Linked DNA regions of Zea mays: region 1 is linked to region 2. The links are chromatin contacts, called in public Hi-C maps. All regions are on one chromosome and are shown on one strand. Each heading gives the region's core, a stretch centred on a gene start, on an enhancer-like site or on the middle of the called end of the contact. The rest is flanking DNA. Distances are from core to core; before and after follow the strand shown.

The links. Hi-C and Micro-C count contacts between places; a contact is called where the count stands out from the background.
Region 1: a Hi-C map of ear shows a contact between it and region 2, with 2.7 times the contacts expected there. The contact joins the promoter of LOC100273535 here to the promoter of LOC100273686 in region 2. A contact is called at or near these places in 3 of 25 Hi-C or Micro-C datasets (ear, endosperm and leaf).

Annotation. Positions count from the first base shown.
Region 1 is chr8:155,847,428-155,853,910 of Zm-B73-REFERENCE-NAM-5.0, forward strand. LOC100273535 (Putative WAK receptor-like protein kinase family protein) reads right to left here and starts at 1,371. Exons shown (of 5, transcript NM_001147953.1): 1 at 407-1,371. The coding sequence starts at 1,337. LOC100384648 reads right to left here. Exons shown (of 1, transcript NM_001177137.1): 1 at 5,262-6,483. The coding sequence ends at 6,296.
Region 2 is chr8:155,582,005-155,588,834 of Zm-B73-REFERENCE-NAM-5.0, forward strand. It overlaps LOC100273686 (DUF1639 family protein), which reads left to right and starts at 5,384. Exons shown (of 1, transcript NM_001148098.1): 1 at 5,384-6,725. The coding sequence starts at 5,565. The coding sequence ends at 6,320. It overlaps LOC100382242, which reads left to right. Exons shown (of 8, transcript NM_001366780.1): 5 at 5-135; 6 at 646-783; 7 at 1,271-1,369; 8 at 1,537-1,940. The coding sequence ends at 1,746.

The sequences.
Region 1 (6,483 bases), core at 121-2,620, 260 kb after region 2:
ACTTTTTATAATATTCTATAAGTGGTCAGCAGTTCATAACCATAGATAGGAGTACCAATGGAAAAGGGGGCTGAAAATCAAAGCGGGTAGGGAGGACACTGTCACTACCAACTCCAACCCTGGAAACACGTCTTCGGGTGGGCTAGAACATGGCGTATACGGAACAAAGGAACGAAAACGACCAAAAAAGAAGTTCATCCGTCTCTGGCCAACACTACCAAACTTGTCCGTTTGGAGAGGCGAACCAGGCCTTGCCCGCCTGTGGGCTGCGCTTGCCGTTTAGCATCATGGTCCGTTTGGAGAGGGCGAACCAGACACTGCGGGGGCTAGCTGAAGCTACTGGCGCAACGCAACTGGTGCGTGCTCTGTTGACTGCGAAAATACGAAGGGTCGGTTCAGGACTTACTCGATGGTTTGCAGAACGGGTTGCCCACCTTCCCTCCGCTGCACAAGCAGCCCAGGAATTCTCTCTTCTGGCTGTAGGCGCACCATCCGCCCGAGCCCGAGCCCGAGCCCGAGCCCGATCCCTCGCACTGGCCACACTGATCCTCCGATGTCCGATTCCATTCCAACTCGAACCCCTGCCTAAGCAGGTCGCCGTACCCGTACCCTGTGAGGCTGAAGGTGTCGGTCGCCCGCAGAGCATCGCTTCCCACTGGCACGGAGAAAACCTCGTCGCAGTGTGAAGCCAACTCCTGCTCCTCTTGTTCGTCAAGATCTTCAGGCTTGAACACGAAGGAGCCTCCACTGACAGTTGGAGTACTGAACCCGGCGCAGCTGATGTTGTTGCCGGCAAATTCAGGCAGTGTATCGCGTGGCCCCCAGTGGCATCCGAAGAAGAAGGTGAGGTTGTCGAAGGCGCTGGCGTTGTGCAGCCACGTCTCGTCGAAGCTGACGTTGTGGCGGACGACGGGGCAGCCGCCGCCTCCGAGCACATCTCTGTCCGCCAGTGAGATGGTATGATAGTCATAGTAGATGTTCTTGACGGTGTAGTTGTCGCCGCCGAGACGGATGGTAGGGGTCCAGGTCGTCGACGGCCCCTCGACCTCGAGTTCGCAGGAAACGCTCAAGTCGGTGTAGCCGCAGGAGTAGTAGTTCCCGCTGTAGTCGGCGGTTGCGTTGGCAAGATAGAACGGGTAGCGGATCTCGACGCCGCCACACCGGAACGATTCCGAGCACATGGATGGGTTGTAAGTGCTCGGAAGAGGAGGCTCGCCATGGGCGGAGGTGTTGTAAGGGCTCGGAAGAGGAGGCTCGGCATGGGCGGAGGTGGAGACGACATGGGCAGCCAGGAGGACGAGGAGGAGGACGGGGAGGCGTGGTAGGTGAGCAGCCATGGCGGGGAGAAGACGAGGTTGGCTGGGTTCACCCTTCATCTAGCTGCTTTGTTAGCTAGCTCCAACTGGGCACGCGTTTGCTTCCTGCTTTGTGACCTGCGGCCGCCGCCACTGGTAGGTCCCGTAGACTTTGACCCGGTTTCGGCGAAGGATGGTTGCTGTTGCTGGTGGGGCAGGAGATGACACGGATTGAGACTTGAGGCGCTTGGAGCGTGGACTTGGCGGTCTTCCCGGTCCGTGTCAAGCAAGCCGTTTGATCAATGATCGTTGCCTGCCTGCCTGCTAGTTAGTGCTACGTCATCCCTAGACTTCTTGGTCCTACGATGTACCACTGTCTGGTGCGTGCTGCTCCTTCCATCCCAGAATAATGACCATTCTCGTTTTTTCTAAGAAATCAAATATTTTTAATTTTAATTATATATATATATATATATATATATTAGTATTTAAATTTAATTATAAATATTTTTATTTATAATATATATATATATATATATATTTAATAGATTGTTGTATCTGTTTTTATAGTATTTGTTATATAAAGATATAAATATTGCCAATATATTTTAATTATCTAACTAAAATTCTTAATTAAATTTGAGAAATATTGGTCGGTATAAATGCTATAACGACACTTGTTTTTTATTTGTATGGAGGAAGTATTCTAAACGCATACCAATGAAAGAGACACTACCTCTTGGCTATGCATCACGTGATCACATAGTCCCATTTGTTTTTATTTATAATCCGACTATCTTTTTTCAAAATTGAGAATCCCGCTAGAGGTAACTATTCTTCAGACCGGTTTTAGGGACATTCTAAAGTTGCAGCAATTATCCTGTCCCTACCCCTAAATCTACTGTGTTCTTTTTTTCTCTCTTAACTTTTTAAATATAAATTACGAATTAATATGTACTTATCATTTTAGAATACGACAAATATATATGTAGAAAAAATCTAATCTAAAACACAATAGAAATACGGTGAACTATGTATATGTGGTGGATTAAGAGGGAACCACCATGGGAGCTAAGATTTAGAGGGATGAAATTTCTTAGAGGGTGACAAAAAAGTGAGAGTTAAGAAGATAACACAGAGGGAACCGCTTCGCACAATCTCGTAATCCTTTCGATCGCCGCTTTAGACCGTGTCCAATAGTCTACCTATATAGTCACTCATAACATTGTTTTACACGTTAGACTGCACTGTTCACATAGTAGAGTTTGAATATGGATATATGGATGGGTAAACCACTGAAGATAGTCTTAGAACTTTAAGCTAGCGCAATCGAGAATCGAAAAAAAAACATCCCTACAATACTGTGATTATAATCAAATCGGTTATAAGTGGAAATAAACTAGGTGGTAGTTGCTTCCACCCGAAAAAGAAATCATAGTATATGGTGGTTAACACTGGCTCTATATATCCGTGTTCTCAGTTGTGGGTACCATCCAACTTAGGCCCTGTTTGTTTGAGATTACAATCTCTCCAGATTATATAATCCAGCGTAAATAATCCAATAGTTAAACAAACATATAGATTATGGATTCAGATTATATAATCTAAACCCCAGATTATGATAATCTCATAATCTCCTCAAGACTAACTTATTTGAGATTATTTTGGCAAAATACCCACTATCCATGGTTATGTAAATAGAAATTACAATATATGACATCCTTCTTTTCTCACCTCAAATAAACAATAAGGGCATTGTTGTCTTTGTGAATAATCTACATTTATATAATCTAAACTAACAAACAACTATATATAGATTATAATATATCTAAATTATAATCTGGATTATATAATTTAGATTATAATTCAGATTATATAAACTATAAGCTGAAACAAACATGCCCTTAATTTCGTGATATCAATTTGTAAGGAAAAAAACTGTTCCGCCTGAGTGATCACGAGTCAAGACTCCGATTTCATACTAAAAATTCAGGCGTGACCGCGTGAGTCCTGCCACGCTTGATACAGCAAGCTAGACCGAGTCCAAACGAGAAACCCGAAAAAGATCTAGAGCCCATTCGCTTCAGCCAGCTCGTCGGGTACGGAACAGGCTGTTAGGGGACTCGTAATGACAGCGCTTGTGCGGTACAGCGGTAGGTGTCCGCACACTCTTCTTCTATTGTTTGTCTACTCACTCCACTCCCGTCCTCGCTCCTTCCACGAAACTACGTTCACTAGCTCGGGATGAACAGAGTCGCCTCTCTCTCTGCTAGTCAGGTCTACTGATCGTCCACCACACGGATCAGTTTGTAATTACCGTGACTTCATTGCCACAGCTACACAATTGCACGAGTCAAAGTCTTTTGGCTGGCTCCTAGCACCCACACAAAACAACCTCGCCCGGAAGCATGGGCTTCAGTGCTTCAGATTACAAATTTGACTTGCTAGCTTGGGCACTAAACCAAACACACGGAGCGTAGGCAAGGCAACCCCACTAGAGATTTATATACATGTAACAATCTTAACCAGGTTTAGGTTTCAACTTTCAATCTAAGAGCGTCTCAAGTTTGGTATAGTTTTTTTACTTGCTAAATTGGTAGGTCTAGCAAGTTAACAAAAAATAGAAAGCCTAAATTGTATCCTTCTCTTACAGTGTCCTATATATAATCACTTTCCAAACGAATCTGCATTGGAAAATTATGAACCATTTCTGACTGACTGAACTTTTTTAATAGTTTATTTGTTTCTTACCGTTTTCTTATCTTAACTGAAAACTTTTGGTTTTATTAATTTACTCGTGCGTTCAATTTGCTTTGATTTTTAAAAGTTACAGGTTAGAGGCAATATTTGGCAGCTTTTAATTTTTAAGCACTTTTGTTAAACTATCATAGGACATTTTTCTCCATTTGCTAAAAAGCCAAAATAGGGAGATATTTTTACAAAACTCCAAAAGGTGGTCTAAGTCTACCCTAGTATGCGACAGGTCGACTCTGTTTGGTCTGAGCACCCTTTTGGCACGGCTCTTTGGGTGACTCTAACTCAGGCTCATGGTAGAGCTATACCAAATCGTTAAAATGGCTTCTCGTCGAGAGTCTTTCAAGAGCTGGAGTCGTTTTCTTGTTGGAATCTAGAACACCAAAAATATGGTTTGTAGTGATTCCTTTTATATTTTCCTCGTATATCATTCGTAAAAACATAGGAGATGTTGTTTGCCAAACGAATTGCAAAACGACTATGGCTCCTTCAGAGGAGCCAGAGTCGAAACTGTTTTTAGAGGACCCGGAGCCCTCTCAAAGGAGGTCCAAGGGCCCGTTTATTTATCCTTACTAAACTTTAGCACCGTATTTTTTTTGTTAAAGTTTAGCTACTAAAAAAACAAATAGGGTGACTAAAAGTATTGTGCTAAAGTTTAGCACTCATTAGCAATTTAGCTCCACCAAAAATTATAAACTATGCTAAAAGTTTTTTTCCCGTTCGTTTACGAATTGTCCGGGAACTGATTAGAAACGGTACGAAAACGACTTGGCTAGTTTTCCAATCGTTTTCAAATTTTCCATTTGCGAGTTGTGATGACATAACCATTTTATGTCATATGAGATACATCTAACATATAATTTATGTAAGTTACAGACTTATGTTCTGTTTAAGTGAATAAAAAACAAAAGTTTTAATTATTCTGAATAATATAAATGATCAAGAAGAGTTATTTCATATTTGTGTATTTTAACATCTTAAAATTAGACAACATGTCACCTTATTATGTAATTGTGGAAACTACAGAATATGTGACATTTCGGGTAGAGTTTATCGTTTTCGAACAACCGACAATCCCGATCCCATATTTCGATCGTTGGGTTTTTGTTTTTGTTTTCGCTCCGCCAAAAAAATATGAAAACAAAACCAAAACTAGATGTTTTTTCGACCGTTTTCATACCTACATATCAAATAAATGCAACATCTCGATATGAATATTCATGAGCATTTAACATTGATGACGACCAAGATAGATAATTAAATAACCCATGTCTATAATAACGTCTCAACACTATTACGATTATTTATATATAGAAATATCTACATGCCGAGGTCTCACTCTCAGTACTACCAAACCAAACGTAACAGGTAACGGTTGGTCGGAGATCCATCCAACACGGGGTCGAGGACCAATAGACTGAAGACCCTACAGTTTCTTCCGCTGCCATGAAATGAAACCGACCTTGCGGACCTTCCAAGTTTCCAGTCGAGATTTTTTTATTTCCTTCTGAAAGATATGTTCCGATCCGAATGACGCGCGTGCTCCAGTCCCGTCAGACGTCGGTCGTTTTCCTGAATGGGTGAATGGCTGAAGGCAGAGCAGGCGAAGGCTTGTCCGCTATGCCGTGTCCGCTTGTCCATTTGCTGTTCGGGCCCCGCTCCTGGTTTTGACTCGGACTGGGGAATTTTCCACACTCCAGTCCAGGCAACAACTGAGCGCGGCGCGGCGCACCGCGAACTACAAACTACTGAGACTGAACACAAAGCCCCTGTTTGTTTTGACTTTTTGCAGTTTCTGGCCACCAAAAGCTGTTACGAACTACCAAACACTCAGCTTTTCAGCCAGCTTCTATAAAATTCGTTTGAGTAAAAACCATTAAAAATCAATATAAACATATAATCGGTTGAGTCGTCGCAATAGTAGTAATCCGTCACTTTATAGATCCTGAGCCCCATGGACAATTTTATCTTCTTTCGCACGTAATCCTAATGATACTTAAATTCCCTACACAGCCAGATTCTCCCCACAGCTAGATTCTCGAAAAAGTTGGTCAGAAAAAAGCTGAACCAAACATGCCCAAAGCAGGCTCGTCCATTGCTAGGACTAGCAGTCCACAGATAGTTGGAGCATAAAACGAACGAAGAAAAACATGCGCCCCCGCCCAACCTCAAACGAACAAACGTCAAACGGACACACCGCATCCCATTCCCACACCCCAGCAGAAAGCAAAGCAAACAGCAGGAACTCAAAGAGAAGTAAGTAAATTGTAACGCTGGGGGAGTGAAGAGGAGACATACATACGTACGTACGTACCGGCACCGCACAGGCCCGTGGTCGTCGGGCCGCCGTCGCAGAAGCAGGCGAACGTCAGCCCGCCGCCGGCGCCGGCGGCGGGCGCCTCGTCGCGTCGGTAGCCGCACCACCCGCCGGAGG
Region 2 (6,830 bases), core at 4,134-6,633:
TCAGGCATGAAAGAAGTGTGTGAGCTGCCACACTTTCTCTTGGGGCAGTCAATGGGAGGTGCAGTTGCCCTGAAAGTACACTTGAAGCAACAACAAGAATGGGATGGTGTGCTTCTTGTCGCACCTATGTGCAAGGTATTTCTCAAACTCCCAATTACCATCAGATTACGTCATCACACAATCACATCCTTTTGGTTGTGTTAGTATAAGGTGTGTATATGTTTCACTGTCCACTAACTATCCAATCATGACTTGTGCTAGTGCACAATAGTGGATTGTAGTTCACAGTTGACAGTAGGTGGAAATATAGTGCTTGGTGAAATTTGGGAGCCACTGGTCAAGAAATGACTTCTTATGGATATGTTTGCAAAACAATTTTATTCATAGTTACTGATAACTGCTAAGTCCATGCCAAATTTATTTATTTTTCTTGCAATCTAGCATATTTCCAGTTTTACTTCATGGTAGGGCAACTAACCTGAAGAATGCATGAAGAAATTTGGGAGCCACTGGTCAAGAAAGGACTTCATAGTAACTGGTGTTGGAATCTCCCTTGGAAGTCTTTTTTCATGACTTCTTATGGGTATATTTTTGTCTCATCTTTCTTGTTCAGTGATTTTATAAGACTGGCTTCTCTTTGGCAAGATTTCAGAAGATGTAACACCACCTGCACCTGTATTGAAGGCACTGAGCATATTGTCATGTCTTCTTCCTGAGGCGAAGTTATTTCCGCAGAAAGATATAGGAGATTTGGCATTTAGAGATCCAAGGAAAAGGAAAGTAGTAAGTTTCTTGGACAGTTTCTGCGCTATTATCTTCAACTTGATTTGCACGAATGCAATGTAATATCCAGCGCATATCCTATTATTGTGTGCATGGTTTGTCTCTCTTCTCTGCAGTATTTTAATAGCCACATTTTGCATAGGTTAGTTTGTGCAATACTAAGACCCTGTTTGTTTACCTTCTAGATTATATAATCCAACTTAAATAAGTTAAAAATCAAACAAACAATACAGATTATTAGGTGAATTATATAATCTAGATACCTAGATTATGATAAATCCATAACCAGGTCACTAGGTGCTTACATAATCCATAAGCTGGATTATATGATCCTGGAAGTAAACAAACAGGGCCAAGTCTCTTACAATTTGCCTTGTTTGCCATGACCTTCTGGTAATAGTTTATGTACCTCTAGAAATTAAATCAATACAGCACTGCTGGTTGAAATATTTATTGACGTTATTTATCTTGGCATTTTCATTTTCAGGCTGAGTACAATGCCATCTCATATTCTGACCAAATGAGATTAAGAACAGCAGTTGAACTTTTAAAAGCCACGAAGGACATTGAATCACAGTTGGAAAAGGTCACTATTGCTTGCACTTTTGCTCATGGATCTGGATCTCTCTGTTTTGTATCGTTTAAACATGTTCTGGATGCAAGTCATGAGACCACTGCGTTTTTGTTTGGTATGTACATTCCTTCTCGTTGAAGTACCTAACACAAAAACACTTTTATGATATTCCTATATAGATCTCCTCTCCATTGCTGATTCTTCACGGAGCCGCAGACATGGTAACCGATCCTCAGGTCAGCAAATTCCTTTATGAGAAAGCCAGCACGAAGGACAAGACCCTCAAGCTCTATGAAGGCAGCTACCATTCAATCTTAGAGGGAGAACCAGATGACCGGATTTCAACTGCCATTAACGACATCATTTCATGGCTAGATTCACACTGTTAAATACCCCTTTGTCTATAGCCTCTCATGTCCTCATCCATTGTTTTGGATTTATAGTTCCTTATTAGAGTACCATGGGTCTCTAGTGCTTTAAATTTTGCCATGGTGTGCAGAGATAAGTATCTCTCGAATTAATTAGTTGTGCTTGCTATCTTGACACTGTTGGTTTTATGTTAATTGCGGACACCGCATTCAATAGCTTGGATCCTGTCAACAAGTATCAGCATTACCAGGTCCGATTATCAAACAAAACAAAATGACCTCTAGCCGAGTTAAGGGGTGTTTAAATGCACTAGAACTAATAGTTAGTTGGCTAAAAATTCTTAGTAAATTAGTTAGTTAACAAATAGCTATCTAACTATTAACTAATTTACCAAAAATCGCTAATAATTGAACTATTAGCTAGGGTGTTTGGATGTCTCAAATAATTTTAGCCACTAACTATTATCTATAGTACATTCAAACATCCTCTTAGTTAGGTGGTTATAGCTTCACAGACCTAAGATTGATCAGTCATTCTCACATGGTACATTGTCATCGTGTATAAGTAGAGCAGAAGTTCAGTGTTTGTATGGACCTATGTGAGAAAATCTATTTTTATTTATCGTAGGTTGAATTTTTTTCTCAACCATACTCCAATCCTTAAGCCAAGATTTAGGGGGTGTTTAAATGCACTAGAGTTAATAGTTAGTGGTTAAAATTAGCTAGAGACATTTAAATACCCTATCTAATATTTCATCTATTAGCTATTTGAGGCTTGACCGAACCACAGGAAAAAATCGAAGTGTCTTGTATGCTTATTCTCTTTGCGAATTCTTCCTTTCTACCCTCTAGTTCTTCACATGTGATATTGCTCAAGTTAATTCCGCAATCTTGTGAGAGCAATCAAGTGAATGAACCTCTCCTCCTTATCACTTAGACTTGATTCAGTTTTGCACTAATACTTCATTTGGATCGAGTTTTTTTGTTTACGTTGTGTTTTTAGTGTCACCTATTCACCCCCCTCTAGATGACTATCAGAGGCGACAATCTCTAGTGGAGCGTGGATTTAGAAGTGTAAAACTCTATTTATACTATAGACTGCACTGTTTACCAATTGGAGTTTAAAAATAGGGAGTGTGATAGAGAGTGAGATAGAGAGACTTCTAGAGATATAGAACTTGGGCTAAGACTGTTCGCAGCGCCCCCCCCTCCCATGTGTCTATAGCAAAAGTAGAGGCTACAATATGCCCCTCTAGTCCACAGTGGTTCCCCCTACCGAGTCCCCTAAATGAGGGGGCTGTCTCTCTCCCCTTGATCTAGCGTCACCCCTAAACGTTGTGCGGTCTCGATTCTCATGTGCACGAGTTATTATTTGTTGAAGAAAGCAAAATGATAATTGACTATGGGTAGGTATGGAAAATGATATTTTATGGTTGTGGTGGGGTATATGAGAAAAATTTAGAGGAATCCGCTGCGAGATAGCGAAAAAGTATGAGGTATATTCTTGATGATGTGGAGTAAAAGTGAAAAATAACGAGAGAAAAATTCTAGGTGTTGTTTGTTTCATAAAATATAACGTAAATGACAAGGATAATGTTTGGTTTAGGGTTTATTGTTTAGGAGTACTAGCGGTAATAAGTTTAAATATATATGTATTAATTTATAGCATAGTATTTGAGTATGGTTAGATATACATGGTTCGACATTATCAATTACCTACGTTAGAAATAATAAAAGAACAGGAGTATGTCGATGTCGACGTAGGCTGTAAGCCAGCGGGCAGTGGCCACAAACAGGCCCTCCCATCCCATCCTCGCCTCGGCCCGGCCGTCCCTTGGTGGGCCCCGTTAGAACCGACAGTGTGTCTTGCCGTGGCCCGCCTCGCACCCGTTCCCACACTCTCCCTCCCGAGTCCCTCCACACTTTGCCGAGGCCAAAAAGCCCAGAAGCTCAAGGAAAGAAACCCTCCCCGACGTTGCGTCCCGCTGGATCTGCGCGAAACGGCGAAACCGACGTGCTACCGCAGCTCGCGCTAGACTGTTGAACCATGCGACGCTGCCTTCTGTTCTGTGAGGCCCTGAGCTCTCCCTACTGGATCTTGTGCGCGCCCGATCGATGCTCCCCCGGTCACGTGTCGACGCAGCCCCGACGCTGACGCACGCGCAACATGGCCGGGAACTGGTTACGCACAGACGCGACGACATCGGTCGGATTCTTTGCGAGAATGGGGGGGCCGGTAGAGAGCTCCGTGTTGTGTGCGCGGCTGAAGAGGGCCGGGATGATGGATGGATGGCGACTTGGCGAGCCGCCGAGCCGAGCCGCGCGCGAGAGCTACAGCTAGAGACTAGAGTTGCTTGCCGATGGCAGCTTGATGACGAGGGCTATATTGTAGCATGCATGATGCCTAGCTGCAATGATTCTCTCAACCTATCCGTTACAAAATGTTCTACGGCCGGGAGCCGGGATCGGAGCCCGAAGCCAGACTGACACATGCGCCTTCCTGCCGTGCCGTGCCGTGGTCCTCTCACCGGCGGCCTCTTGCGGCATGCATATGCATCCAGTTCCATGCTCACGGAACAAGCAAGTTTTCCATGGACGGTTTTGCATGCATCTTCGCGCGTGCAGGCAGGAAAGTTTTCCGGGGACGGTTTGGATCCGTTTTTTTTTTGTTCCGGTGTCCGTTGCAATCACTTGGCAAAGGCATGCATCGATGTCATCTTAAACTAGACAAAATTCCAAGGGCGTGGATTAGGCAGCAGCAGGCACGCTCGATCATGCACCGTGTACATGCTTCCTGCGGCGGCGTACGTACGTTATGTATCTTTCCCACTCGTTCACTGTTGATCGCGCGCGCAGAGGGCAAGGGGCAAGCAGACTTGTGCCCCACGCACAGTATCGATCGTACCGCTAGGTTTGTTGAGACTTTACACTAACGTGACAGCGCCCCTTCCGCATGCATGCACTGCTTTGTGTTGTTTACCCCTTGCTACTAGATCGCGGCCGTAGCTCTGGTAGTATAATCGCCACACACATGCGGCAGTGGACGCCCAAACAAACATTCGTGTCAGCTGTCAGCTCTAGCTGCTGAGTCGCGGAGAGCTGCAGCTGCACGCGACGAGGTGGCTATGCTACGTGTTTCGCGCACCGCACAAAGCTTGCAGTTGCCTGGTGTGGTCCGTGTAGGCCAGCCACAGGCAAGGCAACTCCTCTCGGCCCTCGCGTCGCCTGTCGCGCCGTGCGTGCGGGCCCCGTCAGAGCCGCACGGCGCGCAGCAGCAGCGCACCCGTCACACCGCTCCGCGGGAACGGAAGGACCCGGTCCCCGTGCGCCAAGGCTGACATCCCGGGCCCGCCGCCACCTGAGAAATTCCAAACGAACCCACCACCGGCCGGCTCCGGCACGCGGACTCCGCGCCTCGTGCGCACGCGCTCGCTGCAAGCGGGCCCCGCGGGATCGCGTCCTACTCCTACCGGGGCAGCTCATGCCCTTTTTACACAAACCACAGAGCCCAAGCCTCCGGCGCTCGTGTCCTGCTCCTGCCCCGCAGAATTCTCCAAACTGCCCCCCCTCCGGCCTCCCACCCATTGTCACGGCCTCGCGTCCGTGGCGACTGGCGATGCCTGGCCTCCCCCTCCCCCGTAACAACAAAACACTGCGACGCAAACGACCACGCCGTCCGTCTCTTTCTACCCTCGGCCCCTCCTTGCTTTCCTCCACCGCCGCCTCGACGTCCCCCGGCGAGCCGACCGCCGCAGCCACCCCTGCGCCAGCCCGCTGCATCTGCTTCTCCCGTTCCGTCGCGTCGCCTCCCCTCAGTGCGCGGACGCCGCGAGGAGACCATGGCGGCGACCGCGGATCCGAGGGCGAAGCCGCCGCCCGCGGCGTCGCACCACCTCAAGCCGTGGGCGCCACAGCCGCGCCCTCGCGCACGCCGCGTGCCTCCCCTCCCAGGCCCGGTAGTGACCGGGGGAGGCGGCGCGCGCGATCGGCGCCGCTCCTCCTCCTCATCCTCCTCCTCGTCGTCGCACCGACGTCTCAGCGCCGACGCGGGCACCGTGCAGATGGAGCTGCCTTGCGACGGTCAGATAAAAGATCCCCGTGCCAAGCTCATGGGCCACCTCCGCCCTCTGCCGCCCCCGCCCCCGCCCCCGCCGCCGCCTAAGCCGCAACCCCGGCCGCCGGGACCCGAGCCGGCAGCGCCGCTTCCGCAGCCGACGCCGTCTCAGCCGGAGGAGGCTGCGGCGGCCAGGCCCTGGAACCTGCGTGACCGGAAGTGCCGCCGACCAACGGCACGCGGGGCGGCAGCGGCTGCGGCAGCGGCACTCGACGCGTCGCACGCGCGGGACGCCGCCGGGGCGGGGGCGGAGAAGGCGCGGCTGCCCGTGCCCCTGGAGCGCGCGCCGTTCGCCGTGGCGCTGACGGCGGAGGAGGTGGAGGACGACGTGTACGCTCTGACCGGCGCCCGGCCGCGGCGGCGTCCCCGGAAGCGTCCTCGCGTCGTGCAGCGGCAGCTCGATGTAAGGCCAATTCCCCATACTGCCCCTCGTGCTCCACCTATAACCACTTCATGTTGCACGAGAAAGAAAAAAACGTAGCATTATTCTATCTCGTCATCGAATATATATAATCAGTTCTTGTTCGGAAGAACACAACGCTCCGATAGATCCAGCTAATCTCGTTCTGGCTATTGTGTCCCGTGGTGCAGGCGCTGTTCCCTGGGCTGTGGCTGACCGAGATCACCGCCGACGCCTACAAGGTGCCGGACGAGTAGCAAGCCGCCGAAGCCCCGCCGCTGTCTGCTCCAGCGTCCGGCCGGCCAGCTAGTCGTTCGCCGTTCTACCATTGATGGGTCGCCAGAAACATTAAGCATAATCTTGTCGTCTGTAAGTAGGCTTAGTCGTCTCGATTTGATGGTAGGTGCTTGTGCCCGCTCGCCATGTCCCATCGCTTGTAACACTTTTCGCTCCCCCTTAAAGATCTTAAGCTTTGTCGTCCTCGTCCATCGATCGATCTCTCGCTCTCTGCCACTGCCAGTGCGGTTGCATGCTGGTAACCCACTCCGAGATCCTTATGACCAGCTGCCTCTGCAGCTCTCAAGTTGCACG